5 separate regions of the Sus scrofa genome follow, and all the other regions are linked to region 5. Evidence: chromatin contacts called from public HiChIP or PLAC-seq data. All regions are on one chromosome and are shown on one strand. The core of a region is the stretch at or near the end of the contact, and the rest is flanking DNA. Distances in the headings are between cores, read along the strand shown.

Region 1 (5,100 bases), core at 53-2,552, 460 kb before region 5:
GGTCATGGTAGAGATTGGAGGGCCAGAAGGGCTCAGAAAGCCTAAAATATTTAGTATCTGGCCCTTTGCAGAAAAGAGCTTACCAGCTTTCTCTATGATCAATATATTAATATGTTAATATTAATGTAAAATTTAATTTTTAACAATATATAAGACGTATACAACACCTGAATTACTAATATAATGGATGCATTCATTGATTAATATCAGAATATATGCATAATATGTTGTCATAATGATAGTAATATATAATAATATAATACTATATATAATATTTAGGTTGAATCATAGGAAATTGCCATTTCTGTAGGCCTGGAATAGCTAAAAATTGGCAGTTTCCTATGATTGAACCCAACGCATGCCCTAGCAGTGACCACCACATCACTCTTTTCTTCCTTATATCTATCTTCAGATCACTCCCACATCTTTAGAAATAGGATAGCCTTGATTTCACAGGGTTTTCTCTAATATATATTTCACTGATTTGTTAACAGGAGTGGCTCCAGGACCTTGATTGGTCTACTCTGTTTTTGTACATGTTGAAATTTTACCAGGAATGGCAAAACTTTGTCTATAAAACACATTGTTTTAGGATTATGGCATTTACAGTTTCACAGACCAGATTGACTTTGGCTGTCTTTTGTTGCGTCTTTCTACAGTTTTCTTAACCACGGGCTGCCAAAGTCCTGGGGGGTTTGGGTGCCAGGATGGGTTTCCTGTGTCCTGTAGATCAGTTTCCTGACAGTGGCACTACTGGTATTTGGGGCCAGACTTGCTGCGGCAGTGGGGGGGGGCTGTCCAGTGCATTGTGGGATGTTTGGCAGCATCCTTGGCCTTTGCCCACCAGATGTCAGTAGTGCCCTCACTCCCCCCATTGTGACAACCAACAAGGTCTCCAGACTTTCCAGCTGTCCTGGTGGTAGGGGTGAGGGGAGCAAAAATACCCCCACTGAGACCTACCACTGTGGATGTAGGATGGTGTCCTGGGGTAGTTTCTGTTCCTTAGAATTAATTATTCATTAAATGACCAGGCCAGGACTATAGTCTTTACGTCAGCAACAAAACAACAGAGACAAGAATTGAATGTTTTAAAATTTATAAGTTCTCAAATCAACATAGAAAATAACTCCAAGCTCAGGATGGCATGTGGCCTGTGTCCTTTTGTGTATAGGCCCACAGAGAAACTTGATGGAGCCAAGAGCTAGCTCTGAAAGGAAAGCTACCGGGTGAATTAATCTCTTTTTGGAAGGCATCGGCTGTTGATCAACTTCCTCATATTTCAAGTCTGTTATTCCAGCAGGGAGAGCTAGTGTTCTCTCTCTCTCTGTCTCTCTCTCATCTCTCCTCTCTCCCTCCCTCTCCTCAGCCTTCCTTCCCTCCAAATGAACTCCTCTGTAAATTTGGGGTGCATGTGATGAGGGGATATACTCCTCATCAAAAAGGTAATTAAAGTTTACAGAAACAACCGAAGTCTGCGGCAGATCTCTCCACTAATGAGGAAACCAGGAGTCTGACTTTCAAACAAACACTCCTGTTAATCTTTTCAAAGCGAGTCAGACATGTGGGTAGGGGAAAAAGTTGTAAACTGACAGTGGTTCTAGGGCCGCCCTTCCACGGACACTCTCTAGCTCATCCTGAAGCCAGGCCGCACCTCATTCCACAGGGTTCGTCCCTGCCCACTGGGGCCATCTGTGAGCAAGCCCCTGTCACTTGTTTTTGCTCACACAGAGAGCCGTGACATGCTTGAGAGTTAACAGGAAGCTTTACTCCATTTTTCCAGTTAAGATTTCTATAGTCCAGGGAGAAGCCGAGGTAGGAGGAAAAGCATTAGGCAAACACAATTTGTTGTCATCTGATGCAATATTCCGGACACAAATAAATGACTCCACCCATTATTCCTCTTGCTTCATTTGCCCTGAGACAAAAAGGTGAATCCACTGGAAAATGAATGAAAGGTCACCCTGTTTCATGACGGTGTCTGGACATGCTCTGCCAGTCTGTTCCAACCACTACATGGTAACCTGGTGATGGCAGCAAGTTACTGGAATCCTCAGTGAGTCCGTGGTTTGTCACGGACATAAGTAATGGAATGATGTGACAGTCTCAGCTGTCAGGGGAAAATAGCTCTTTCACTTGTGGGCACAGTATCTGTAAGATCTTAGATGTTGCCTGTGATTCTTCTTCTGTCTGCACTGTACCAATGCCACACTACAAAAGACCATCCATTTGGTCTAATTATCCTTTATATATATATTTTGATAACAGAATAGCTTCGGCCCTCTAGATAGGCTCAGACTCAATATACCTATTCACCTATTTGTTTTCATTTTTATGTCCAATTGGATTCCCCCTACCAAGCCCCACCAATCACGCACAGTTCACCCACCCTGCCTTAGCTCGTTTGTCCTTTTGGCTGGCTTGGTGCCCCCTTACTCAGTGGTAGTGTTGGCAGAGATGGGGACCCCTCATATTCCCAGGGAGCTTTTAAAAAGTAGGAAATCTGGGGATTAGGCGGTTCAGGCATTTTAGTTGGGATTGTTTCCCTACCGATGGGGCTAAATATTTGCCATGGCAGCTCAAGTCTTCCTTCTGCAGCTCGATGTGGATGAAAGCAGACCCACTCTGGGCCCCTCCCACTGCCCCCAAAGGATTAAACAGCCTGAGCAGATAATGGCTGCCTTAAAAGGATCTTTTGCATGACTCAGATTAATGCATGCTGTCTGTCGCCCAGGTTGGCAGCTAAACATTATTTAAAAAGAAAAAAAGAAAAGAAAACCTCCAGATGACAACTCTTTTCAGACAAGGTGTGGAGTCTGTCTACAAAGGGAAGAGAAAGAGACAGAGCACAGGTCCCTCCTGCAAAAGGAAGCCCAGGTGGGGCTGGGGGGTGGATTCAGGGAAAGCTGGCTCAGAGCTGTGCAGGCTCTCAAAGCTGGCCGCCAGGCAGCCACTTTTCTTTTAAGTATCCCAACCCCCTCCTGCCCCCAGGCGGATGACAACACTTTTCAGGCCTGGGCTCCAGGCTTGGTTTCTCAGAGGGAGAGCTGCCAAGTTGAAGAGCAGTCTCCCATGCTGTTCTCTGCCACCGGTGAAAGCACCTCTGGAATTCTCCCAGGCCCACCCTCCAAGACAGCGCAGGGTCATGCTTGGGTGCTGAAATGGGTCGCCTTGGTTTTTATCTATTTCACACCCTCATGCTATAAAACGCCTTTCTATTACTCCCTGGCTAACTGAAGTCCAGACTATTCCCAAGTGTAGCTGTGAGAGGTGATTTGAGAGTGCACATGCAACGTCCCTGTGGAAAGAGAAGCCCCCCTTACATCTGAACTGGTCAGTTGGAGCAGCTAGAGTTCTTGGATTTAAGGTGCCCACTGTCTTGGGTGCAGACCAACTCAAAAGACTTCCACAATAAATTCGAAGGGACACACACACAGCAGGGACATTTCCAAGGAAAAGAGTAATTGCTTCAGAGGTAGACCATTGCCAATGGGCAGAGCAGCACCACCAAGAAGAAGAATCAATACGAGATGACAAACGCCTTTGGAATCAGACCAGTCCTGAGGGAACAAAGCTTCTAAAACAACAAGCTAAATGGACTTCATTAATTCCTATCCTGTCCCTTAACTCCTTGGCCCAGCAGGTGCCATGAAATTCTTGGCATCCATGGCTGAAAATAACATGGAAACTGGGCAACTAAGTTGACTTTCCTGTTTCACTACAGTGCAAAAGTATATGTGAAGGCAGTTCTCAAGTCGGGGGCAGTGTTAGTCCTCAGGATGCTTGGCAATGCCAGATGATTTTTGGTTGTCATGACGGGGGCGTGTTCCTGGCATCTAGAGGCCACAGACATTGATGAAGGTCCAGCAGTGTACAGGACTGCCCCCTACAGTAAAGAATGATCTGGCCAGTGGTGCTGCTGTTGAGAAGCTGAGAGGTATTCTCTGACTCTCTCAGAAGCTAAAGCATTTGGTGAAATCTCAAGTAATCACAGTTGTGCACAAAACACAATGTGGCTCAACACTTAAGTGGCAGACATGGTGCCTTTGCCCCCTTGCCCGCCCCCTAATCTGCTATAATCTGATGCCAAGAGCTGAAAAGCAAAAACAGCCACCCTCCCCCAACCTACAAGCAGTGTGTTTGCCGGTTTCCTAATGCTGAAGTTCTCTGAAGTATTTTCACTTTGGTCCAGCTCCAGTTTCAAAGCCCCAAACAGGGAGTTGCTTCTTTTGCTTTCAACAAAGGAATTTTTCTGTGTAACTCTGATTTCCCTGCCCACAAGCAAAGGTGAATGCTAAGCCCAAAGGTCTCATAGGTTAAATGACTAATATTTAATGAGCTCGTATTAACAACAATTATATGCCAACCAAGACACCTGAGCTTTCCAGTCTGTTCCTCTAACCTGTTATGAGCAGCTCTTCTTTGAGGTGTCCCATCGGGATAGATCTGCTTCCTTTCCACACGTAGCCCAGCAGGCTGTTCACATGACTTCTAACAGCTCTCCACCATCCAAGTTCTAGAAGCTCACTGCTTTGGCTTTTTGTATTTTTGTCTTTTTTTAGGGCCATACCCATGGCATGTGGAAGTTTCCAGGCTAGGGGTCGAATTGGAGCTACAGCTGCCAGCCTACGCCACAGCCATAGCCACCCCAGATCCCAGCCACATCTTCGACCTACACCACAGCTCACAGCAACACCAGATCCTTAACCCATGGAGGGAGGCCAGGGATCGAACCCATATCCTCATGGATGCTAGTCAGGTTCATTACAACTGAGCCACTTGACAGGAACTCACATTTTGTATTATTGACCCTTGAGGTGCCACCCTCACCTGCCAAATGTAAGCACCCCCAAAATGCCTGAGGAATCCACTTTTTCCAAGCCACTTCTACTTCCACATCCATAACCTCTGTCTCTGGGTGTCAAGGAAAATCAGCACGTGGGTCTGAGACTGTGACAGACAGCTCTGTCTTTAGACCATATTGTATCCAATTAAAAATGACTGCTTCTCCCTTCATGCACCTCCTGTGGTCTCCAGAACCTTCCACTGCAGCTGGACTTGGAAGAGTGTGTTTTCTTTTTTTTTCTTTTTTTGGCTACGGGA
Region 2 (5,479 bases), core at 2,188-4,687, 420 kb before region 5:
TTATGGAAAGAACCTCAGTGATAGAGTTAATGCATTCTTTCGAGCAGCAACTAAGCCTCCGGGGCACCCTAAAAGCAAGGTATTATGACTTAGATGTTGCAGAAGTCAAACGTTTTTCAAAGGAACAAGAAAGGGGGTTAAACCTGATATTCTGCTAAGCGTACAGTATTCCAGGGAGCTGAGGAATGCCTGTCCATGGCAGCGCCTCCATCCCAGAGCTGCCCACTGCGGAGGGGAAGAATTCAAGTCCCCAACCCCAAACTTTGCCATTTCCTCTTTGGTAAAGAGAGTGTATCTGAGCAGGAGGGAAATCAGATCTGATTCAGCCCTCGCCAAAACTGAAACCAAGCCAACTTCACGGGGACCGATTTCCACTTGCCCCACCACGTGACTTTTCTGCTGCCTTTCACAATGCTTAATAATGTCGGTTCCGGTATCGAAAAGAAAAAGGCAAATCCCTTGATCAACCTAGTAGGAGAGATGGCCAGTTATGCCAGGAGAAGAGGAGAAAACAGAGGTTTCCCCTTGGATGTTACCAACGGGGTCCTGAAGATGACACAAATGAATGGCAATGGCCCTGAACACAAGGCTGAGCCAGCTCCTGGAGAATTTTATTCTATTTAGAAGAAAAGGACCATTTCCCCTCAAGCCCACCTCTCTCACTTAACGTGCCATTTGATTTCATTTCTCAGACCCCCTTAACATATGGAATTTTGAAAAAGATCAATATGCATATTTTGAGTAAGTACATGTGATTAAGTTCCAGGTGCCCAATGACTTCAAGGAAGCTCTTCTTAAAGACACCTGAGGCTAGACCAGAGATGGGAGGAGCCCCTCAAAGTCAAGCTTTAGGTTTCTCTTGTCCTCCAAAGGGCGACACTACAGACAGGACCCTTCATGGTTGTTTGCATGGTATCTTACGGGAGAATTTCTCCAGGAATGCTTCAGGCAAATATAAAAACCTCCCTCCCCCAGAGACATGACTGCGAGAGTGAAAGACCATAGGGCTCTGAGGGAAAGAGTGGTTGTGCCTGGCAGGAGCCCCCTGTGTGCCAACCCCAAAAGATAACTACAGGGTCTGGAAACCCTAAAGGGCTTAGGATGCAGGATGCTGGCATGTCCCACAATGCAACTCGAACAGAGGAAACGCCCGGGGGAGCTCATTTCTGCTGTCCTAGAAGGGCCAGGACCACTTCCCCTGCTGGCCACTTGCCCTTTCCCCCAGATGTGCTGCTTATCTCTTCCTTTGAGTTAAACAAGCCTGCTATGCTGAGAAAGGAATCTTACTGTGATCCTATCATACCCAGCTGTGTCCTGCACGGACCCGAGAAAATGACTGCATTTCGGAAATTTGAAATGGTATCACAGAGCAAATAATCATTGACGTCAGCAGTTTCTACAGTGTAAATGAACCCTGCGTATTATCTAATTTGGCACAGTGGGTTTTATGCCATTATTGTATTTTACAGTGTTTTTGCAACTGCCAGCTAACCCCATCGTGGGTGGGGGTGGTGGATAGCCTGCATTCTTTATTGATTGCAAATTTATTTATTGCAATGAATACGCTCCATGTGATGGTATCCAGAAACTCCTATTTTCTTCATATTCTCAAAAAAAAAAAAAAAAAAACTGTATTAAATACAACCCCCACGAACATTCTGTAGACGGTAAGAACTTAAAAACTCCTGGCCTTCACCTTGCTTAATGTGTGTATACGTGTTTTCCAGCCAAGCAGGTGAGAAATTAGCATAGCCAAAGCTAACTCTTAAAAAATTAAAGATCTTATCGGCAGAGTGATACAGATCTGTCCGTATCCTCTCGGTATCCTATGCAGCAGTGCCTCTAAATCAGGGGATCTTCTTACAATGCAGATCTGACTCAGTAGGTCTGGGGCAGCCGAGACTCTGCTGCTAACCAGCTCCCAGGCTGCTGGTTGAGGGACCACCCTTCCTGAGTATGAAGGAGAAGCCAGGATTGGACTAGGAGGGTTCTGCCCCAGGGCTGGGGGTGGCGGGGGTGGGGTGGGGGGAGTGAGGCAGGAAGCGGGCTCCGTCCGGGTACTTACCCTGCATCTGACTCTGAGGCTGAGGGTTAAAGGCAGTGGAGTGGTTCAAGGAGGCCCGAGGGTTGGGTGTGGGGGCTGGGTGGTGTGGGCTGACCCTCATGGCCGTGCGCCGCAGCTGCTCCAGTTCACTGAGCCGCTCGGAAAAGGACAAGCTCCCGGGCTTGGGCTGATCATCTAGTTTCTGACGATGTCCTATTGCGGGGAGGAGGTGGGGAAGGGAGAGGGAGGCAGGGAAGGAGGGAGGGAAGAGATCAGAAAATGTATTGTGGATTTGCTAAAATTCGGGCTTTTCTCCTCTTTCCCCTCCCTCTCCCCTCACCCCCAACGTGGATCCGCTGGAGAGTTTTGCACAGGTAGCTGTTCCCGTTGGGAATTCGGGGCCATTTTTCCCCACAGCAGACTGGGGCCCGTTTTGTCGCACTGGCCACTGGGTGTTCCGCCGGTCTGGGCCTGGCACCCACCCCGACTCCCTGCATCCATCTCCACTGTGTGGAACGCAGTGGGCATACAGGGCTTGGTGGCGGTGGTGATGGTGGGAGGGAGAGAAGGGGCATTAATTGGCTTATGGCATCTCTGTGGGCTGAGCTGAGGCGGGCAGGAAAGGAGCCCTCTTGGTGGCATGGGAACAGCTGCCCCAACTCCACACCCAACCACCGGCAGGTTTCAGAGGCAGCAAAGTGGGCCCTGGAGCTTAGAGGCGTGCCCCTTACAACAGGAAATGAGGTGTAGCTGCAAACCCACAGCCCGGGGAGGTCAGATTTCCTGTTAAGTGCCCAGGATGGGCAGCCCCTTGCCACCCACCCCCTCCTCTGCTTGCAAGCTTTGCGCCAGCATCCTTTCTTTTCTGAAGCCCACTTCTCCAAGTGCACCCCAAGTGTGGTGTAGCCCTGGACTCATTCAGTCCAAGTTTCCCAGCAGGCAGAGCTCACTGGAGCCCCAAGGGAGCCACCAGCACACTGGACAAGCCTGGGGCCTCAGGAATCCAAGGTGCGGGTGGGCCCCTTGGCATCTGTATCGACAGTAAATTTCCTTGCTCTGGTCAAAATCACCATCACCAGGATGCAGAGAGCAGAAGTCATTCCTTGGAGAAGGGTTGGGGCTCCCGCTTCCTCCCTTAATCCTTCACCAAAATGTCTTTAAACCAGAGACTCAGGCCTGCCCAGTGGAGCTGAGGCTCCTTGTACTAATGGAGCCATAATGGGGCTCAGCCAATTCAATCCTCTTTCAAAGAGGCTGCCCTTCTGCTCCTGCCTCACTCCCATGGTTCAAAGAAAGAGTCATTGACCGGTTTCACAAAACCACCCGATTGTCAAGTGGCCTCCAAACAAGATTGGAGGAGCAGCCTCCTGGCCCCAGACCTCAGTGAGAAAGAGGATTCCTTGACTCCACGCCCCCCAGCCGGGGGTGGGGTGGGGGTGGGAGAGGGACTTTTGAGCCCAGCTCCCAATGGCTACAATTATAAAATTAAATTTTATAACTTGTATTATGGTTCCAAATCTCCGTGGCTTGCCATTTCTTCCTGCTGCCAGCCCCCTTGGCACAGCTGACACTGTCTCAAATTCCAGACCAGAAAAAGGACCCACTATATTGCAGTGATTTTTATCACGAACAAGACCTGTTTGGCTCCGAAAGGAGGAAAAATACTTAAGCATAATATTTGTGTGGTTCAAATGCAACGCTCCCTCTTTTCATGTGTCACCAAGGCAAAACTGGACTCTGATTCAGCCCCACAGCCCGCAACACTCGGTCTGAACACAAGCAGCTGAGTCACGAGGGCCCAGCACACATGCGAGAGGCCTCTTACCGGCGGAGTATTTTAAGCACCGGTCTTGTGGGCGAAAGGCCATGGGGCCAGGTCCCGGAACAACCCCTGTCATCCCTTTCCTTCAGAAGTACGAAAACATCTTTTTCTAGAACGTTCTATTTCAATCATCGAGTCACTCGTTGTCTCCGGATGGAGCTTTCTTTGACTCCTCCCTTTCAACTTCCTGAAGTTTTCTTGCAGAACAGCAAACGATTTCAACTCAAAAGCCACCCAAAGCATAATAATCTTTTAAATGGCTACCACGACCTAATGCCTGGTATGGGGAGTCAAGGAGAGAAGGCGGCAGGAAAAATGATTCTGGAAAGTTCTACCACTTCAGAAAGAATGCCAGTTGGCAAAGTTATGGTGCAGAGGCTGCTGGCAGGTCTTGTACCCATTTCTAAATTTCACATTCCTTGGGCACCCAGTGGCATTTTTGAAGAACACCATGTCAAGGACAGTGGGTGATCATCGTGGGGAATGATATGTACCAGATCATTCTGAACACATGTCATTCGGTGTTTTGGAGTCTCCAGCCAACCTTTGAAGAGAGGCCTTCAGTTGTGTCTGCCTCAGCCACCAAGCTTGGGGACCATGTGCCACCAAGAAACCAAGAGGAATAAGTGATTTTACAGGTAAGCCACTACTGTGGCCAGGCACAACGAAGGGAAAAAAAAAAAAATGTTTTTTTTTAAACCCCTCTCGTTGCCCTGCACTTAAAAAAAAAAGTTTCAACATGTGAGCAATTTCTGCACCAGCTGACACCTGCCAAAATCGTAGTCATTTATAGAGATTAACTGATGACTGTCTGCTTGAGCAGGAATGTTTGGGCATAGCTCTCAGAGAAAACAATTCTTCACTCTAAGCTTTTTCCTAAGCCCTCAGAGTCGCGGGGCTGAGTTGAATGCCAGAGGAGGGGGTGAGAGTTCATTCCGCACCCTCCCCACGTGTGATCCCACCAGCAAGTAAGGCCATTATTACCCCTGCAGGGAACCCAGAGCCCCGGCATCACAGCTAGTGCCAAAGAGTTCTAACACCAGGACACCGGGGAAATAAAAAGCATTATCGTATTGAAGGTGTGGTTCGGATGCATTTATAAGCTGGATCACAGGAAGACTTAATTCTTCTTTTCTGAAACCATCAGATTTCATGTGCCAAAGAGCAATATTTTGTGTGAAATATAGAGGCTTCCGATATAAACTTTCAAGCTAAGGAAAAATGAACGCTTTATGTCTCCAGTTTCCTGTATCTGTGTGCAATTAAAATGTCAATTTGCCTCCTGAATTTTAAATACAGGAGCATGGAAAATGTCCACTATCAAATTCACTTTTCTTCTTTCTTGCCGAATACTGAACTTTAGAGGGCAACAGGGAATTCAACCTTGGATCAAACCTTCTGGTGGAATTACCCCATGCAGTCTCAAACATAGGCGTGCTGGCTGCCTGGGTTTTTAAATACTCTGTAAGTCAATTGCGAATGTTTACGTGGTGGTTCTGTAAATAACAGCGGCTACCTCAAGACTTCATATGGAGACATCTTACTGAATCTTTAGCAGAGTTGAAAAGGCTCCTACATGATGTTTCTCTTTTCCTATTTTCACACGTTTGAAA
Region 3 (5,660 bases), core at 1,035-3,534, 310 kb after region 5:
CACCCTTTCTTCTGTTGCAACATGAGTATCTAGACAAAGTTCTCAATGCTATTCAGCAGGATCTCCTTGTAAATCTATTCTAAGTTGTGTCTGATAAGCCCAAGATCTTAGATTTTTTTTGAGCTTTATACTCAAAAACATTAAAGACCAGTCCATTCTGACTTATATAAGGTCAGTGGTTTATAAGACGTGCTGGTCTTAATAGTTTAAAAATGAATATATTTGTATGATATTACATCATATCTTATATGTTAGTATGAGTTCTACCAACCGCTTTGTGTTGTTGTTTTGTTTTTGTTTATTTTTTTTCCTTGTCAGGCGCTAGGATTGGATATCACTACCTTCACCATGCAAATGGAAACACTCACAACACAACTCAGAGAGGATATCTGAGTCAGGAATTCAAAAGTTAGATGCTAGACTACACTTACCCTATTTATACCACAATTTTAGATGTGCCAATCATCAAGGCAAGCCTTGATCCAACATAAAAGAGCAGAATCTTGCTATTTCCTTCTTCACTGCTTCCTCCAACCTCTAATCAAAGGAATCAGTCTGGTCCCCGGGTCATGACTGTCTCCTGCCAGCCTAGTCACCTGCCCAGAGGAATCACTTCATAAGGCTTCATAGACTGTCACTCCCAGGACCATCCCTGGGAACCGGAGCAGCTGGTTCCCTGAACCCAGGCCCAAAAAATGGCTGTGGAGGGTGGATTTATGGGAACCCCAGGAAAGTCCTCACTGAAGCCACCCTCTTAGCTGGAGGACTTGGTCTCCAGAGCTGGACTCCCTTTGAACAGGGTAGATTCACCAGCCTTTCCTTCCTCTATGTAAATCTTCTCATAGGTCTTACATTTCATGGGCTATGGGACCATGTACAGGAAGTACTCATGACAAGGGGCCCTGACCTTGATCTTCTGTAGTAGAGGCACCAAGAGTTAGCCTAAGGATAAAGACCCATCTCTCCTTTAAGACAGCAGCAGACTCCAAAAACTAAAGTGTGAAAAGAAAAGTGGGTCCAAAGATGAGCACATCAACACTGTCACTGCCAAGAGCAATTGGTTGCACCTAAAAATAGTGCTGTTTTTAAGGAGAACTATTTCAAATATCTCTCTTTAAAAAAAAAAAAAATAGGCCCACATTACCAAACTTCATAAATTCCTATCTCCTAGAAAGACATTTCCACACTTAAAAAATAAATAAATAAAAGGTTCTGATCCATCTTTTATGTCCAAGACAGATTTCTTGACGCCACACATTCATAAATTCACTAACCATGCAGCTGTGGTTAGTCATATGGTTGCTTGGTTAAGTAACTGTGGTTTTCTTCTGATCCTTTGAAAAAAATACATTTTTAGCATATCTTCCATTTTTAAAATGTATTTTTTCATTCTTGCCATGCAAATCATTTGAAACGCTTCCCTAAAGATCTATATCAATAGTGTTGAAAGAAATGAATGCTTGGGAACAGGAAAAAACGTTAATGGAATAGACTTCCTGCTCTAAAGATTTGATGAATCCATGCTTCATTTAAAAAAGTTAACCCCTACTTGTCCACAGCTGCCAGGGGAGCATGGCTGGACATCAAGTGATCCCAGACTCCCTGTTAAAAAGCAGGTAATTGGTCTTATCACCAACAGCCACTGCATCTATAAGTCTATAGCATTATACTTGATTACTTGTGATATTTTTACTTACTCTCTCAAGTTTCACTTGTTCCCACAGCAGACAACCCCAAATACCTCTCAAGTAAACTATATTTTGCACTGCACAGCCCATGTGAAGAAATTCTCAGTTTGTTTATACTCTGATTTTCCAAAACTTAAAGTTGTAAAAAGTGTATTTGTTGCCTTTAGCACAGCGTAAATATTTTGCCTAAAAAATCTCAGTATAAACTTTCATCTATCTTTTGAGGCCTCAATTCACTTTTCCACCTCTGAGGATGCAGTGATGGAGTGTCCATCAACTCGAGACATTTAATTACTGTTTGCATGCCATGGTTCGCCTGTGGACTTGTTCCTCACAAAGCTGAAACCAGCATCTTTGAAACCAGGCACAAATAACAGACCAGCGACAGCAAAAGACTTTTCCACAGCATCAATAAAATCTCTGCAGCAGGCACAGGCAGCCAATGGTCAGAGAGTCCCAGGAGATCTTCCACACAGGATACGCATTTTGTTACAGAATTCCTCAATGCCTTTTTGCTGTCTCCCTAATGACCAGTTAAATGGGCTCCCTCGAGGATGCTTGAGTCAGCGCCAGCTTGAAAACTGCTGAGGAAACATCCTCTTTTACTGGAAATGATTTCCATCAAACTGCCATGTGCCATATTTAGACTCAACGCTTAGTAACACCCAGCAGAAGGGGCTATGTTTGCAGGGCAGGAGGCCCTGCACTGTGAGAAAAGAGCTTGCTTTTGTCTGGCCCAAGTGACCGCAGGGCAGTGAGCTGGTGAGTCTGTGGCAGGCTGTAGCCAGAGGGACAGAATTGCTTCTATCTGGAGCATCAGGCTCCCTTCTGCAGAGGCAGCTGCTTATTCCCATCCTGCTTGTCCCAGAGATACAAATGGGGTGGTAGTTATTTAAGTCTGTGCACATCTGCCTGGCAGCAAGAGATCAAAACCTAGCAATTCTGTTCACCTGAGCTCAGCAAGGGTATAGGGGGCAAATATCTCTTCTCCCCCATTTAAACTTAGATCATAGAATTTAAATCATAGAAAAATAATATTAAAATGTCTTAGTTATGGCATACAATTCTGCTAAACAGCTGAGTCACAAAATTTTTAAAACTTCTTTATGCACATGCATACATATAACGATATAAATGTTTAAGCATGATTATTCAGACATGGGATTTTTTTAAGTGAAATATCCTCCCATAATTTTGTCCTTGGCTTCTCTCCTTTCCCTTTTTTTCCTCCACCCCCCCATCATCCCACAGCCCCAGATTAACTTATACTAACAATATATCTTGCAACTTTCCATGTTTTTCCTTATGCTCATATAATGCTACACAAACATACAGACATATATGCATCCAGTTGGTCACTTCTGCTATTGTTTGATGTCTACAAAAAGAGGATCCTATCGCAAACACTTTTCTGCATTTTTTTTTCTCTCAATAAGAAATCAGGAAAATCCCTCCAAGTCAATCCCTATAGCTCTGACTCCAACTGTGTGTAGTATTCCAGGATACGCAGGTTCATCATTCTTTCAACTGTTCCCCTCTAAATAGACAAAATAAATAGTTCTTAAACTATGTCCTTCTCCCTCTCTCTCTCTTTTTTTTTTTTTAACATTTCTACTGGAAATCAGAACAGAGAATGCTTACCCAAATCCTAAATATATATTTCTTTAATAAAGTACAAGAAAAGTTGTCCCTTTTCCTCGTGTTCTCCCTAACACAGATGTTATCTTCTACTCAGTGCAGAAGACAATACTGTTTCAAAGTGTAGGTTTTGTTATTATTTAGCTACCATAAGGGAACAAATCAGGAGATGACTGCTGTGGAAAAGATGGTTTGTTACTCATAGTTCCAAGAGGAGAGGGCATGCCCTGTCATGTAGGGCCACACAGGGAAGCACCAGGGTCACCCTGGAGAAAGAAGCATGAGGGGAAAACATGGGAAAAGAGATTTTATTATGGTTTTTTCATGGGAAGGAATGGGCAAGATAACATAATCAAGCTAAGCAGGTTTAGGATTAGGTAGTTTAAATCATTTCAGTGGGCTCTGGGTTATAGACACTGTCTCAAGTTGTCTGGTACCTGGACCTGGAGTGATTGTGGAAAGGTAATGTTGAGCCAGAGTATAAAAAATACAGATCTAAAAAATGCAGGTGGTTGGGAGATATGGGCTTTTGGATCAGGTGGTTTGCAAGTGAAAGGTTCACGTCTGGGCAAATTGTTTGCCATTTCTAGGGATTAGCCAGCCTTGAGAGGGGCAGTTCCATACCAGCCAGTGAGCCCAAGAGGCCAACACATCAAGAATACAGAAAATAAGAAAACACAGTAAATGAAAATGTATACTCAAGCAATGTTTGGTAAATGACAGGAGCCTTAATCATGGAAATGCAGCATATTCTGTCTCCTGCCTATGGGCACATCTCTACACACTCAGTCAAGTTGTTGCAAAGGGCCTTGGGCTTTGAGGGGTACATAGGAGTTCATTTCAGGTAAGATGGGGACAGGTACTTCCAGGGTTGTGAAACTGGTAGCTGAGATGACAGTATTAAAGTTATACAGAGCTAGTACTGGGTCAAGGAGGACAACCACAGCCACTCTTTTGTCTATACAGACTGTCCAGAAATATAGCCAGCATTCCTCAATTCCCTCACTGTTTTTGGCAGTTGCTGCAGGTCTTGGAACAGTATCCAGAGTGGTATAACCTCCTTTCCCAAGGTTGGAGTGTCTGTCACCAAGCAGCTCTTTGATCAACTCTCTTCCACTGAAGAATCTTTCCTGCATTCTGCCTCCATCATCCCCACTCCCCCTGCTCATGAAAGAAAGGATGGAATTCTCCCTGCCGTGCACAGGGGAAGATTCCTTTAGACCTGTACTCACACACATTGGAATACAATGTCTATCATGTATACTGATCATTAGTCATTTTTCTGTTACTTTGCAATTCTTTTTTTCATGCAAATAAATGGTTATAGAGGGGTACATGGGTGAAATATAGCCAAGGAATCAAGGTGTTTGGGCTTTTTCTTTTCCTCTCCATCAGCTTTCTTCCCATATCCTCCCTTTCCACTGCCTGATCCTCCGGTGTTACTGAGTTTGAGTTAACTAGGAAGCAAAAACTGTGCTAAAAACCAGACAAGCTAGGTCACTTAAGTCAAGAATGCATTGTGAGTCTGTTCTGTACTGAGATCAAGACACTAAAATGAACAACATGGTTCCCGCCTTCCAAAACTTATCATCTGGTGAAGGAAATAAAACAAAACAAATGTTTTGAGTATATATTTAGTGTTGTCAAAAACTGGTGATAAGCAGCCCCAGTGAAAACAAATCATACTTAAGGTTGCCTATCTTCCTGTGGGAGGTTCCAATCAGCCATCCAAAAGGTGTATATTTTGCAGGTACATAGCTGGGAGTTTCAACAAAGACAGTATTCTATTTACCACTCACCTCCTCAATACCACCTCCTTTAAAAGTCTCAGGAAACCTCTAACTAGGTATTCAGGGATTATGCCCATCTCCAGGTAATGATGGAAAGCATGAAACAAATTTCAGATTGACTTAACAAGCTAAACCCCACAGGCAATTTTTTTTGCCTTCATGAAGGTTTAGTCCAGTCAGAGCAGCAAGATAACCACAGCACAACTGTGATATTTACCTGACAGGGTAAAAAAAAATACCATGAAATTTGCAGATTGCAAACACAGGCAACTATGATGTTTTGCTTGTGTGTCTCCATTCCAGAAATATTTATTTACGGTCCACCCAAAGCCAAGTTGGCAGTGCTTGCCCTTGTATCTTAGCCATTTTCCATTCACCGTAAAATCTTCAAAAAGCCAAGTAACTAAATGTTTTAACTTTGGGTTTCATCCTTAAAGTCTTTTTCATGTTTTTTTAATATTTAACAGAGAATAATTAACAGCATTGTATTTCCTGTTGTGGCTCAGTGGATTATGAACCTAAAATAATATCCATGAGGAGGCAG
Region 4 (5,293 bases), core at 1,917-4,416, 490 kb before region 5:
TGGAAGGGAACCTGAGGCAGGAAGAGAAGATTCCCCCCGCACCCCACCCCCTGCCAGGCTTCAGACACTGGATGTTTGGACAGAGGCCTCACCCTAGGACTGAGGGCTGCAACCAGACACCCTGTCAGTCTCCGAGGGGGGCCTGGAGCCTCTCTGGTGCCAAATCCCCACTCTCCCACCCTGGGGTCTGCAGCTGGGGAGGGTGCCAGGGTGGGTGAGGGGCCAAGGCTGAGGGGGGGTGGTCCCCTCCCTGGAAGGCTGGTCTGGAGCCAGACTGCCAGGCTCAGCCATGCCCTGCCAGCTACCATGAGAGCTCAAGTCAATCACCCGACTTCTCATGCCTCGTTTTCCTCACCTATAAAATGAGGACATCCATAGTCAGAGTGTCACGGAGTGGTTATGCAGCAGGGGAATTTCTATACGAAAGGTGGTGGGTGGAGGCCGACCTTTGGCCCCCGTGCGACAAGGGCTTTGCCTTGGCAGTTGCTGCTGCTAAGTCAGGCCCTGGGTTTGTCTTGGCCTGCCTTGTTTCCATTTTCAATTGAGAATTAAATTTGGATAGACGTTAGTCTGACTGGGTCTGCTCCCTGGACCTTGGCCAGCCAGCTCCGAGTAACGGCAGACAGGGTGGGGTCACTGGGGTTGAGTTACTGGATTTCCACACAAACACACACACACCCCCTCCCAGCCCCCCGTGGTTTTGGGCAATCTGCTCGGTGACGGGCAGCTCTGTTGTCGTAAGACTGGACTTTTCAGGAGAGCTTTTGGGTCACGCTGGGCATCTGTTGGAAAGGCCTATTCTTGGACAGAGTCATTGGCCATGCCGGGAACTGCCTTTTTTTGACCTGTAGCCCCTCGGCCATTCAAAGTCAGGGTGACACCCAGCTCTAGTGGCTGTTGCTCCATTGTGAGGCAACCTGGATTGCTCTTTCCTTCCAATGTTTCTTTCTTTCTTTCTTTCTTTCTTTCTTTCTTTCTTTCTTTCTTTCTTTCTTTCTTTCTTTCTTTCTTTTCAGGGCCTCATCTGTGGTCTATGGAAGCTCCCAGGCTAGGGGTCGAATCAGAGCTGCAGCTGCCAGCCTACACTACAGCCACAACAGTGCCAGGCCCCAGCTGCATCTGCAACCTACACCATAGCTTGTGGCAATGCCAGATCCTTAACCCACTGAGCAAGGCCAGGGATCAAGCCCGCATCCTTGCGGATACTAGTGGGGTTCATAACCTACTGAGCCACAATAGAAACTCCCCATTCAATTTGTAGATTCTCATAATTTTCAACATTCAGTCTGGTCTGGTGTCACAGGGAGTGGGCTGGGAATGGCCTGCAGTGGTTCCCTAGGGCGTGGAGGGGTGGGTCCCAGTCAGCACACTTTGCAACAGTCGGAGAGCAGCTGAGAATGGGCACACTGGTCCAGCTGACTGAATCGCTGCCAGTGGAAGGGACCTCGAGGTGGGGGTCAGTGGGGACGGTGACTGGGGCGGGACTGGCTGGCTGGGGCTCCTCTCCTCTGCGTCCCCCAGAGCTCAGGAAGGTGAGGTGGGGCTGGAGAAGGAGTTTATGGCCAGGGAAGCTCAGAGATGGTCACAAAGGAGCAGTCAAGACCCACTGCGGCGGGGGGGGGGTGTGTTACAAACCCAACTAGTATCCAGGAGGATGTGGGCTCAATCCCTGGCCTCACTCAGTGGGTTAAGGATCCGGTGTTGCTGCAAGTTGTGGTATTGGTTGCAGATGTGGCTGGGATCTGTGTCTGGCTCTGATTCGACCCCTAGCCTGGGAACTTCCATGTGCCACAGGTGCAGCCCTAAAAAAGCAAAAATACATACATACATACAAGTTAATTGAAGAGAGTTCAGCTTGGGGACACACATTTCGTGTGCGTGTACGTGTGTGTGTGTTGGAGCTTTTTTACTTATTTAAAACATGTTATCTAGAGCAAGAAATCCCCAGACATACCAGCCCAGAGCCGTAAACCACGAGAGACCAGACAGCCTTCAAAATATGCAGAGATGGCAACTCCTCATGGGCGAAGCCAGTCATGGGTCTTCGAGCGGACTGAGCTGCCAGCAGCCCCCTGGGGTGACTGGGTTATGATGGGGGACAGTCCCGCAGACCTGGCACTCTGCATCTTGTCAGTGCTGGGCATGACGCCCTTTTCTGAGCGCTTTTTGAAGCTTTTATACCCTGCTGGGCTCTGGGCCTCAGATGCAAAGGGAGTCAATAACTCTGCAAAAAGTCACCAGACAATTTATCCCCTTGGCACCAAGCCTAGAATTCTAATCAGTTCTTGACTGCTTCAAAGTCTTCTTGCTTTGGATCTTCCAAATTGAAAATAAATATCGAGGGCAATTACCTTCCTTTAGCCCTCTGATGTTGAAGATTGGTTCTCATCCATTAATTCAAGAAACTTCTCGTTTCTTTGGGAAGGTATTGGCCCTTGGAACTCTTAACTCAGTATCAACACAGTCCTCTAGGTTTTGAATTTTTTTAAAAGAGAGGATTTATTATACTCTAGGTTAGTATTTTCCTATTTTGAAGAAGTCTTGATCATACCAGACGCTCTTCCAAGGGGTAAAAAAAAGCCGGTTTCTTCCTATTACTGGATGCCCGCTATCCTCAGAGCATCCTCAAGAGGGCAGCAAAGTACAACGTCTGGTCGCATTTCCCGGCTGGGGCAGCCCCTGAACCCTCAGAGCGGATTTGGAACTTGCCTCCCTGCGGGGTGCGGAGCGAGGGGTGAAGAGCAAGGATGGTTACTGGGTTACTGATCGCCTTCTTAGGCAGTTCTCTGGGCTCGCCAGGAAAGCACATCCCCTGGAAGGAAAGCCAGAGCTCCCCCAGTCTCATTTTCAGAGAGCTGCGAACATGACCAGACCTATTAATTACTTAATTGAGGTTCTGGGCTTTGAAGATGAAAAGTGGCGAGTTCTGCTGTCTCCAGTCCGGGGAGCTCTTTCTCGGGGCCCTTCTGAGTCTCGCTTTCAAGTTACCAGGTTCATTTTGGTGACCTTCTCGGGCGATAGGGATAACCCATCCCGCCCCTGTGGGTCAAGGGAGTGTTATCTCCTGAAACCACTTCCTTGAGCTCAAGTCACACTAAGCCGACCACAGCGTCCCAGCAGAGGGCTTGGTCGCACTTAGCGTGTGTCTCTGTCACCGTGCCCTGACCGAGTCACAGGCTCCCAGTGGTGGCTGAGAAGCAGCAGGGGATGCTGGCTCATGAATGACTCTGCTGGGCTGAGACCAACTGAAACGGGGGAGCCTGGTGGCTTTGTGGCCCTGCCTGGGGCATAGAGTCTCAGCCCCATAATTGACTGGCACCTCCGGGCACCAGGCCAGCTTGGCCTGAATTCCCTCATCCCGGGGAAGGGGACAGGGAGAGTGGGAGGAAGAGGAGGGAGTCGCCTGCACACGTGGGATAAAGACACAGGCAATAATGGAAACATTAAGCCGATGCTTCGTTTACAAACAACTTTCACATCCGACGTTATCTCGCGGGAGTCTCTGAAAGGCTGCGTGAAGTTGAGGACGTGCGTGGGAAAAGCGGCCAGCAGGATCCTGGAGCCACAGAAAGAAAAGAGTTGCGGGCAGGAAGTGAGGACCCGGAGCAGAGCGTCTTCCTTGAAAGCCCTCCTTCCTCCAGTCCGCCCTCCCACCCGCCTGTCTTCGGATTAGATGGAAACCTGGTTGTGGTTGGGAAGGCAAAATCCGAAATGCAACCATCCCCGAATTGGGACCCGCACCTCAGATTGGAGCCTTCTTGGGTACAGAATTTAAAATTAATCCTTATCAAGCGGGGCTATTGACACACCCTGCAGCTCCTAGTCATTCTTGCAGATGTTGTAAATACTTCTCCTTTGCATCTGGACTGAAAGGCAAGAGAAATCACTTAGGAAACTACAAAGTCCAGATTCACTACCGAGGGCTGGAGAGAAAAGAAGCCCGCGCTCCAGGGCGGGGTCTTTTCCTGCGCTGGGCGAGCGTGTTTTCTTCCCCAGCACAGGTGTCTTTTCACTGCAGCCCAGGGCCTCGCCCGATTTTGCGTTACCTGATGTTTTGAGGGCCTGAGCACAGTTTCTGTGGCTGGATTATTACAGCCTCAGGAGCAAAACCTTGACCTGCTTCGTTTGAAAGCACCCGGCACAGGTCTGCTTAGGTTGTCTTCCACGCAGGCACGTGGATGCGCCGGTGGACGGAGCGGAGACAGGCAAGGGGCAGATTCATCAAGATAGCTGTGGTTGGTGAAGTCCTTTTGGTTACAAACCACAGAAGTGGATTCTGGCTTATCGATTTAATCAAAGTGAATTGAAAACTGGGGATGCTCTGGAGGGAGACTGGGGTTTCACGGTTCAGAGGGGGTGTTGGTTAAGTTGCCCCTTCCTCGCTCAGCTGTCCCTCTTACCGAGAGATGCCCTTGACACCACAGGCGTCAACTCCTGGTGTCTAGGTTTGCTGGTCCAACCACCAACTCCCAAGAGCCTGGGTCTTCTAAGATCAATGGGGTGTGGCTAGAGGGTCAGTGTGAGTGTGTGTGTATGTGTGTGTGTAAGCGTGCACGCTCGACCTGAGGAGCTTTTCCAGGTTGTGTATTTCATATCATATACTTTCATGCATTATTTTGTATGAAACCCTTTGGGGAGTAAGGGGGAGGTCTTTTTTTTTTTTTTTTTTTTTAATACTGAATGCTGAACTCAGCAGGAGAGAGCCCTGAGCTCTAGAACTTTCTTCATTTAACTCTTTACATATTTCCTACAAGATAGCATAGTTTCTTTAAGGGCTATCATGTTTCTTTTTTAAATTTTTTTTCAGGGTCTTTTTTTGTATTTTTTAAATTATAGTTTATTTACGATGTTTTGCCAGTTTCTACTGTACAGCAAAGTGACCCAGATATATATATATATATATATATATATATGTGTATATATATGTGTATACACACACACATATATATACATACATTCTTTTTCTCATATCATCCCCCATCATGTTCTATCCCAAGAGACTGGACACAGTTCCCTGTGCTATACAGTAGGACCTCATTGCTTATCCATTCTTTTTTTTTTTTTTTTGTCTTGCCTTTTCTAGGGCCGCTTCCCACAGCATATGGAGGTTCCCAGGCTAGGAGTCTAATCGGAGCTGTATCCACTGGCCCACGCCAGAGCCACAGCAACACAGGATCCGAGCCTCCTCTGCGACCTACACCACAGCTCACGGCAACGCCAGTTCCTTAACCCACTGAGCAAGGCCAGGGATCGAACCTGCTATCTCATGGTTCTTAGTTGGATTCGTTAGCCA
Region 5 (5,552 bases), core at 2,166-4,665:
ATCTCCATGTGGGAGATCAACATAACCTGATATCCTATAATAAAATCCCTACAATGGGGCCATTTTTTTTAATGCCTTTGGTGCTTGTTTGTTTGTGTACGTGTGTGTGTGTCACTGTATGCATGTGTATATCTATCTATCATCTATCAACAGATAAGTCTTTCTACGCATTCATATAGAACTTGAATTTCTCAACTGTCTGTTAATACAAAAAAAAAAGACCTAATCCGTGCCTACTCCTTTATAAATACCATACTGTGATGTCCTGAGTGGTATTCAAACAGGTATTATTTGAGGTTAAATTTTAACCTGAAATTAGAGTATCTTAAGAGACTCCTATCAAATAGCATCAATTAAACATGTGCCTGAAGAAAAAATTATTATGTTTTTGTCTTTTTATCTTTTTAGGGCCGTACCCATAGCATACGGAGGTTCCCAGGCTAGGAGTCTAATTGGAGCTGTTGCTGCTGGCCTACACCAGAGCCACAGCAACGCCAAATCTGAGCCACGTCTGTGACCTACACCACAGCTCATGGCAACGCTGGATCCCCAATCCACTGAGTGAGGCCAGGGATCAAACCCAGAACCTCATGGTTCCTAGGCGGATTCATTTCCACTGAGCCGTGATGGGAACTCCAAAAAATTAAATTTGATACAGAATAGTTACGAGGTTAAAAACCTCATCAGTTTATTTTCTCATCTTTCTCTCTCTCTTCAAATACATACATCATATTATAATAATTATACATAATATAGAAATATCCTATGTGTATATATACTATATATATTTTATAGATATATATATATAAAGAAATATAACTGATATTTTAAAAATAAGAAATATGTCCTCGGAGTTCCTGTCGTGGCGCAGTGGTTAACGAATCCAACTAGGAATCATGAGGTTGCGGGTTCGGTCCCTGCCCTTGCTCAGTGGGTTAACAATCCAGCATTGCCGTGAGCTGTGGTGTAGGTTGTAGACGCTGCTCGGATCCCGTGTTGCTGTGGCTCTGGTGTAGGCCAGCAGCTACAGCTCCGATTGGACCCCCCTAGCCTGGGAACCTCCATATGCCACGGGAGCGGCCCAAGAAATGGCAAAAAGACAAAAAAAAAAAAAAAAGAAATATGTCCTCATACAGTTATAGGGAGCAAATCTTTCACACCTGTAAAGATCAATGACCTTCTCCATTTAATTAATCATAAGATGACCAAGTTAATAGTCAGAAATGGGTCTAAAAGATCAACAGGATTAGAGGAAAGAAAGTATGACCCCTCACAAGAATGCTGAAGTGCTTCTACCATTTAAGCTGTTTTTCTTTGGCAGTCCAATTTTAGGTAAAAATGATTGGGAGCTTGGGATTAATAGATGCAAACTATTGCTTTTGGACTTGATTAGCAATGAGATCCTGTTGTGTAGCACTGAGAACTATGTCTAGTCACTTATGATGGAGCATGATAATGGGAGAAAAAAGAATGTATACATGTATGTGTAACTGGGTCACCCTACTGTACAGTAGAGAAAAAAATTGTATTGGGGAAGTAACAAGAAAAAAATGAAGGAGTGATGAGAAGAGAATTTGCTGCTATGGAGAATAATAACAGGACAGAAACAACAGAAACAAAGTGATAAATTCTAAAAGCTGTTTATGTCTCTGTGACTCTTCTTATCCCCCACCTTTTTTTAACTCCATTGATACCCTGATACCTTGTTTCATTTTCATTTTTCCAGTTGTGGCATCTTCAGTTGGCCTTTGATACCATGTGAACAAAGGAGTTCAGCTCAAGCCAACAAAAACTTCTTCATACTACTGTCTCTGCTTTCCCAACTCCTCTTTCCAGCCTGCCTTCCAGTAGTATGGATTCAAAGCACGCTAACTCCCATCTCCTCTCCCACTTGCTCTTAATGAGTAATATGCTCTTCTGCCAAGAAAAGATGACACTCCTTGTCATCCCTCCAGCTCCTGTGGTCAAAATTAATTAATTCAACCAATATTTATTAAGCATTACCATGAGTTAGACAGAGGGTAAGCAATGAAACTCCCTGCACCCACCACACCCATAGTCCTCTCTAAAAATACAGAAAGAACAATTATTCTCCTTTGAACTTAGAATATGTATTCTCAAAGGACCTTAGCTGAAAAAAACTGCTGAATTCATTTCAAACTATTCACTTTAAAATTGTTTAATCCATTAAAGTACCTACCAAGCTATACCATTTGATTGTCATTTATTTTACTGAAGTCTACTCAGTGAAAATATTTTATTCTCAGGAAAGAAAATTAATTCATTTTTTAATTCTGTTTTCAGCCTGGTCTGAAACTATCAGAATCAGCTTTGGGGTTCAGTCACAAAGAGGAACTTCATAATAGTGCATTCAAATAGCCAAATCAGATTTTTCTACCAAATAAGTGCAATGGAAGCAAGCTCTCATCTAAATGTGGAAACTATGATCTCATGCCAGAATTTTAGGGAAATGAACTTTATGTCTAGTGACCCTTAATATCAGGAATTATTATTCCTCATTTGTTAAATTTCTACCTGTAAAGAACAAATCTAAGATATCTGTCTTAATAGAGTTTTTAGAAAATAATTTGGAAAAAAACAAAAATAGAAATAGGTCTTGTGTAAAGATTGTGATATTTCAAGTGATCATGGTTTTTTTTCTCTAAATATGTCTTTATTATTCTTTCATATCATTTTTGTAGTTTTTATTGAAATACAGTTAATTTACAAGGTTGTGTTAGTTTCAAGTGTACAGCAAAATGATTCAGGTATATAGATAGATATAAATATATTAAAATAAATATATATGTTCTTTTTCAGGTTATTTTCCATTATAGGTAATCATGCCATATTTTATAATGCAAAAACACCCAAGAGCTTTAACATATTTTTATATATTTCCTCCTGTGTTAAGGAAAAAGTATAAGCTCACAAAATATGAACATGCCTGATTTCTCGTATGTTTTTTGGTTTGTTTTTATTGTTGCTCAGTTCAGTACATTTAAAACTATCATAATATTTTGTAGAAAAGTGTTTCTACATGAATGAACTCTTTCTGAAATCCCCTAAATCTTACATTGGCCAAAGCTAGATTTACTGGCATAAAGAGTCCTCAGCTTCCTGCTTCTGACCCATAATTTTATATGTGAAAGTCATCGTCAAAGCTTGCAAGGCAAGTTGTGTTGAGCATTTCCAGATACCAAACCTCCCCTCTGTGATTTCAAAAAGTCAACAGCTGCTCAGCCTGTTCTTCCCATCACTGTTCTTGATTGCGTTAGAAAAAAAAAAAAATCCATCTCTAAAAAAATTGTGAAAACTGAGAACAGAAAAGCAACCAGTGGCAACTGAGAGGCACTATGCTGTTATCATCCTCAGCTCATTTTCTTGGGCTTTTGCCCAATGGGACTGAATTCTCTTCACAGCAAGGGATGGTTTCAGCTGACCTGCTGTGAATGTCCCAAGTGAGTCACTGCCGTTAACTCCATCAACGCCATTTGCTGTCCACTTGGACATTTCTGAACAGCTGCTGGGCTCCAGTGCCAACTTCTAACTGGAAATATGGCTGGTCTGACTCAGTTTCAGAAGGGACAAGAGGGAAGGAGGGAGGAGGGGAGGGGGGAGAGAGAAAACACACATGCCTCCTCCTCTCAAAAAAGACTGACAACTCTGTTTTTTTCCATTGATTATGGTGGAAAAACTTTTTGAAGAAGTGAGAATACTAAACTCAGTTTGTCACATCTCCCTATTTTGTCTCATTATTTTATTCATGAAGTTGGGTTGGGATTTTATATTGAAGTTATGCGTTGATGTGGAAATTTGCAACCCATAACATGTCACCCCATTTCCACTTTTTTTTTAGCCATATTCATCTTATTTTCCAAACGCAAAAGTGAATATTTCCTTTACTCTAAAAATATTTTTCATAAAATTGAAAATCCATTTTGAATCAATCAACAACTTTTTTTGGAGCATTTGCTAGAACAGGCTTCTGGACTAGACATTAACGAGGATTCTGAGAAATATCAGACATGATCCTTGGATTCAAGAATTTGTAATAAAATGAAGAGAAAAGGCCTGTTGAAATAGATGGTCCAGGAACAATATGAGGGAGTTTGCGTAAAAGTGCCAGATGCCTGGTAGAGCTACCAGGGGCTGCAAGAACTCAGAGCAAGTCTCTGGGCTGGTGGTTTTAAATCTGGGATGATGGTAACTGATACTAACAACTGAAATTAAATTAACTTTATAAACATGGACTCTGTCATAGCTGGGCATGCAGCCTAAGTGTCTAAGTTAAAGGCTGAAATATGCTCACATGACCTCAGCATTTTATTTCAGGGGACGTCTTTGATTTATATGTGCATTGTTGTGTGTGCAAACACACATGAACATTTTTTAAAAACTCTTATATTACCAGAGACACTGAGGAAGTGACAGAATACTTGTTCTCTTGTGGACATTTATCTACTATTTTGTGGGAAGTGAACAAACATCAGTCAGGTCTCCGGGACTTACTAAGAGTTATAAAATTGATTAATAGGGTTAAAAGGGTGCTTTCATTTTTTTTTTTTAGCATTTTGATAACTTTATTTTTTTATTTAATGATTTTTATTTTTTTTCCATTATACCTGGTTTACAGGGTTTTTTAAATTTTCTTCTGTCCAGCAAGGTGACCCAGTCACATATACACATATACATTCCTTTTTCTCACATTATCATGCTCCATCATAAGTGACTAGCCATTCCTTTTTCTCACATTATCGTGTGCCATCATAAGTGACTAGCTATAGTTCCCAGTGCTATACAGCAGGATCTCATTGCTTATCCACTCCAATAATTTACATATATTAACTCCAAATTCCCAGTCCATCCCATTCCCTTGGCAACCAGAAGTCTGTTCCCCATGTCCATGATTTTCTTTTCTGTGGAAAAGTTCATTTGTGCCATATATTAGATTCCAGGTATAAGTGACATCATATGGTATTTGTCTTTCTCTTTCTGACTTACTTCACTCAGGATGAGAGTCTCTAGTTCCATCCATGTTGCTGCAAATGGCATTATTTTGTTCTTTTTTAGGGCTGAGTAGTATTCCACTGAGTATATCTACCACATCTACCACATCTTCTTAATCCAGTCATCTGTTGATGGACATTTAGGTTGTTTCCAGGTCTATTTTGAAAGCTCCCTATACCCCACTATTTTAATTTCTGAAAAGGAGATTTCAGAGGAGACCACAGACAGGCTAATTCTGACCTTCTTTTATGATGATGATGTAACTATAGACTTACAGACTTTGCAACCTAATTTTAGCACTTAACAAATATTTACCCTGAGTGGTAAATATAGAAACTGAGAAATTTACCTCTCATTATGTTATTTATGCCAATTCATTGTAGATTTGGGTTGAAAAAAGCTTGTTCTCCAAATGCTAGGATAATTCTTGTTTTCTGAATGAGTGAAAATAGGTAATTAATCTCAAAGTCATCAAGTGCAATTTGACCACAAATTCAACATGAAAAAGAAATAAGCCTCAAGTTTCAATCCTGAAGAGGCTT

Evidence for each region. HiChIP or PLAC-seq counts read pairs in DNA pulled down with a chosen protein or histone mark.
Region 1: an H3K27ac HiChIP or PLAC-seq map of skeletal muscle shows a contact between it and region 5, with 4 times the contacts expected there. The contact joins two enhancer-like sites. A contact is called at or near these places in 2 of 2 datasets of contacts at active chromatin or transcription factors (alveolar macrophages and skeletal muscle).
Region 2: a contact with region 5 is called in an H3K27ac HiChIP or PLAC-seq map of skeletal muscle. The contact joins two enhancer-like sites. A contact is called at or near these places in 2 of 2 datasets of contacts at active chromatin or transcription factors (alveolar macrophages and skeletal muscle).
Region 3: an H3K27ac HiChIP or PLAC-seq map of alveolar macrophages shows a contact between it and region 5. The contact joins two enhancer-like sites. A contact is called at or near these places in 1 of 47 Hi-C or Micro-C datasets (embryonic fibroblasts) and 1 of 2 datasets of contacts at active chromatin or transcription factors (alveolar macrophages).
Region 4: an H3K27ac HiChIP or PLAC-seq map of alveolar macrophages shows a contact between it and region 5. The contact joins two enhancer-like sites. A contact is called at or near these places in 2 of 2 datasets of contacts at active chromatin or transcription factors (alveolar macrophages and skeletal muscle).

What each region holds. Positions count from the first base shown.
Region 1 is chr13:198,377,264-198,382,363 of Sscrofa11.1, forward strand. All of the region lies in intron 7 of RUNX1 (runt related transcription factor 1), which reads right to left. Among named protein-coding and RNA genes, the nearest start is that of CLIC6, 130 kb to the left of the region's middle. Within about 2 kb of position 1,303, at least 13 of the 83 cell types and tissues checked have an H3K27ac peak or open chromatin away from gene starts, as enhancers often do. A contact at or near this core is called in alveolar macrophages and skeletal muscle, where this site is marked.
Region 2 is chr13:198,413,829-198,419,307 of Sscrofa11.1, forward strand. RUNX1 (runt related transcription factor 1) reads right to left here. Exons shown (of 8, transcript NM_001246252.1): 6 at 2,066-2,257. Among named protein-coding and RNA genes, the nearest start is that of CLIC6, 170 kb to the left of the region's middle. Within about 2 kb of position 3,438, at least 14 of the 83 cell types and tissues checked have an H3K27ac peak or open chromatin away from gene starts, as enhancers often do. A contact at or near this core is called in alveolar macrophages and skeletal muscle, where this site is marked.
Region 3 is chr13:199,137,392-199,143,051 of Sscrofa11.1, forward strand. No RefSeq gene overlaps it. Among named protein-coding and RNA genes, the nearest start is that of SETD4, 450 kb to the right of the region's middle. Within about 2 kb of position 2,285, at least 3 of the 83 cell types and tissues checked have an H3K27ac peak or open chromatin away from gene starts, as enhancers often do. A contact at or near this core is called in alveolar macrophages, where this site is marked.
Region 4 is chr13:198,336,530-198,341,822 of Sscrofa11.1, forward strand. No RefSeq gene overlaps it. Among named protein-coding and RNA genes, the nearest start is that of CLIC6, 88 kb to the left of the region's middle. Within about 2 kb of position 3,167, at least 20 of the 83 cell types and tissues checked have an H3K27ac peak or open chromatin away from gene starts, as enhancers often do. A contact at or near this core is called in alveolar macrophages, where this site is marked.
Region 5 is chr13:198,831,231-198,836,782 of Sscrofa11.1, forward strand. The region is part of intron 1 of LOC106505851 (a long non-coding RNA gene); the gene reads left to right. Among named protein-coding and RNA genes, the nearest start is that of RUNX1, 200 kb to the left of the region's middle. Within about 2 kb of position 3,416, at least 19 of the 83 cell types and tissues checked have an H3K27ac peak or open chromatin away from gene starts, as enhancers often do. A contact at or near this core is called in alveolar macrophages and skeletal muscle, where this site is marked.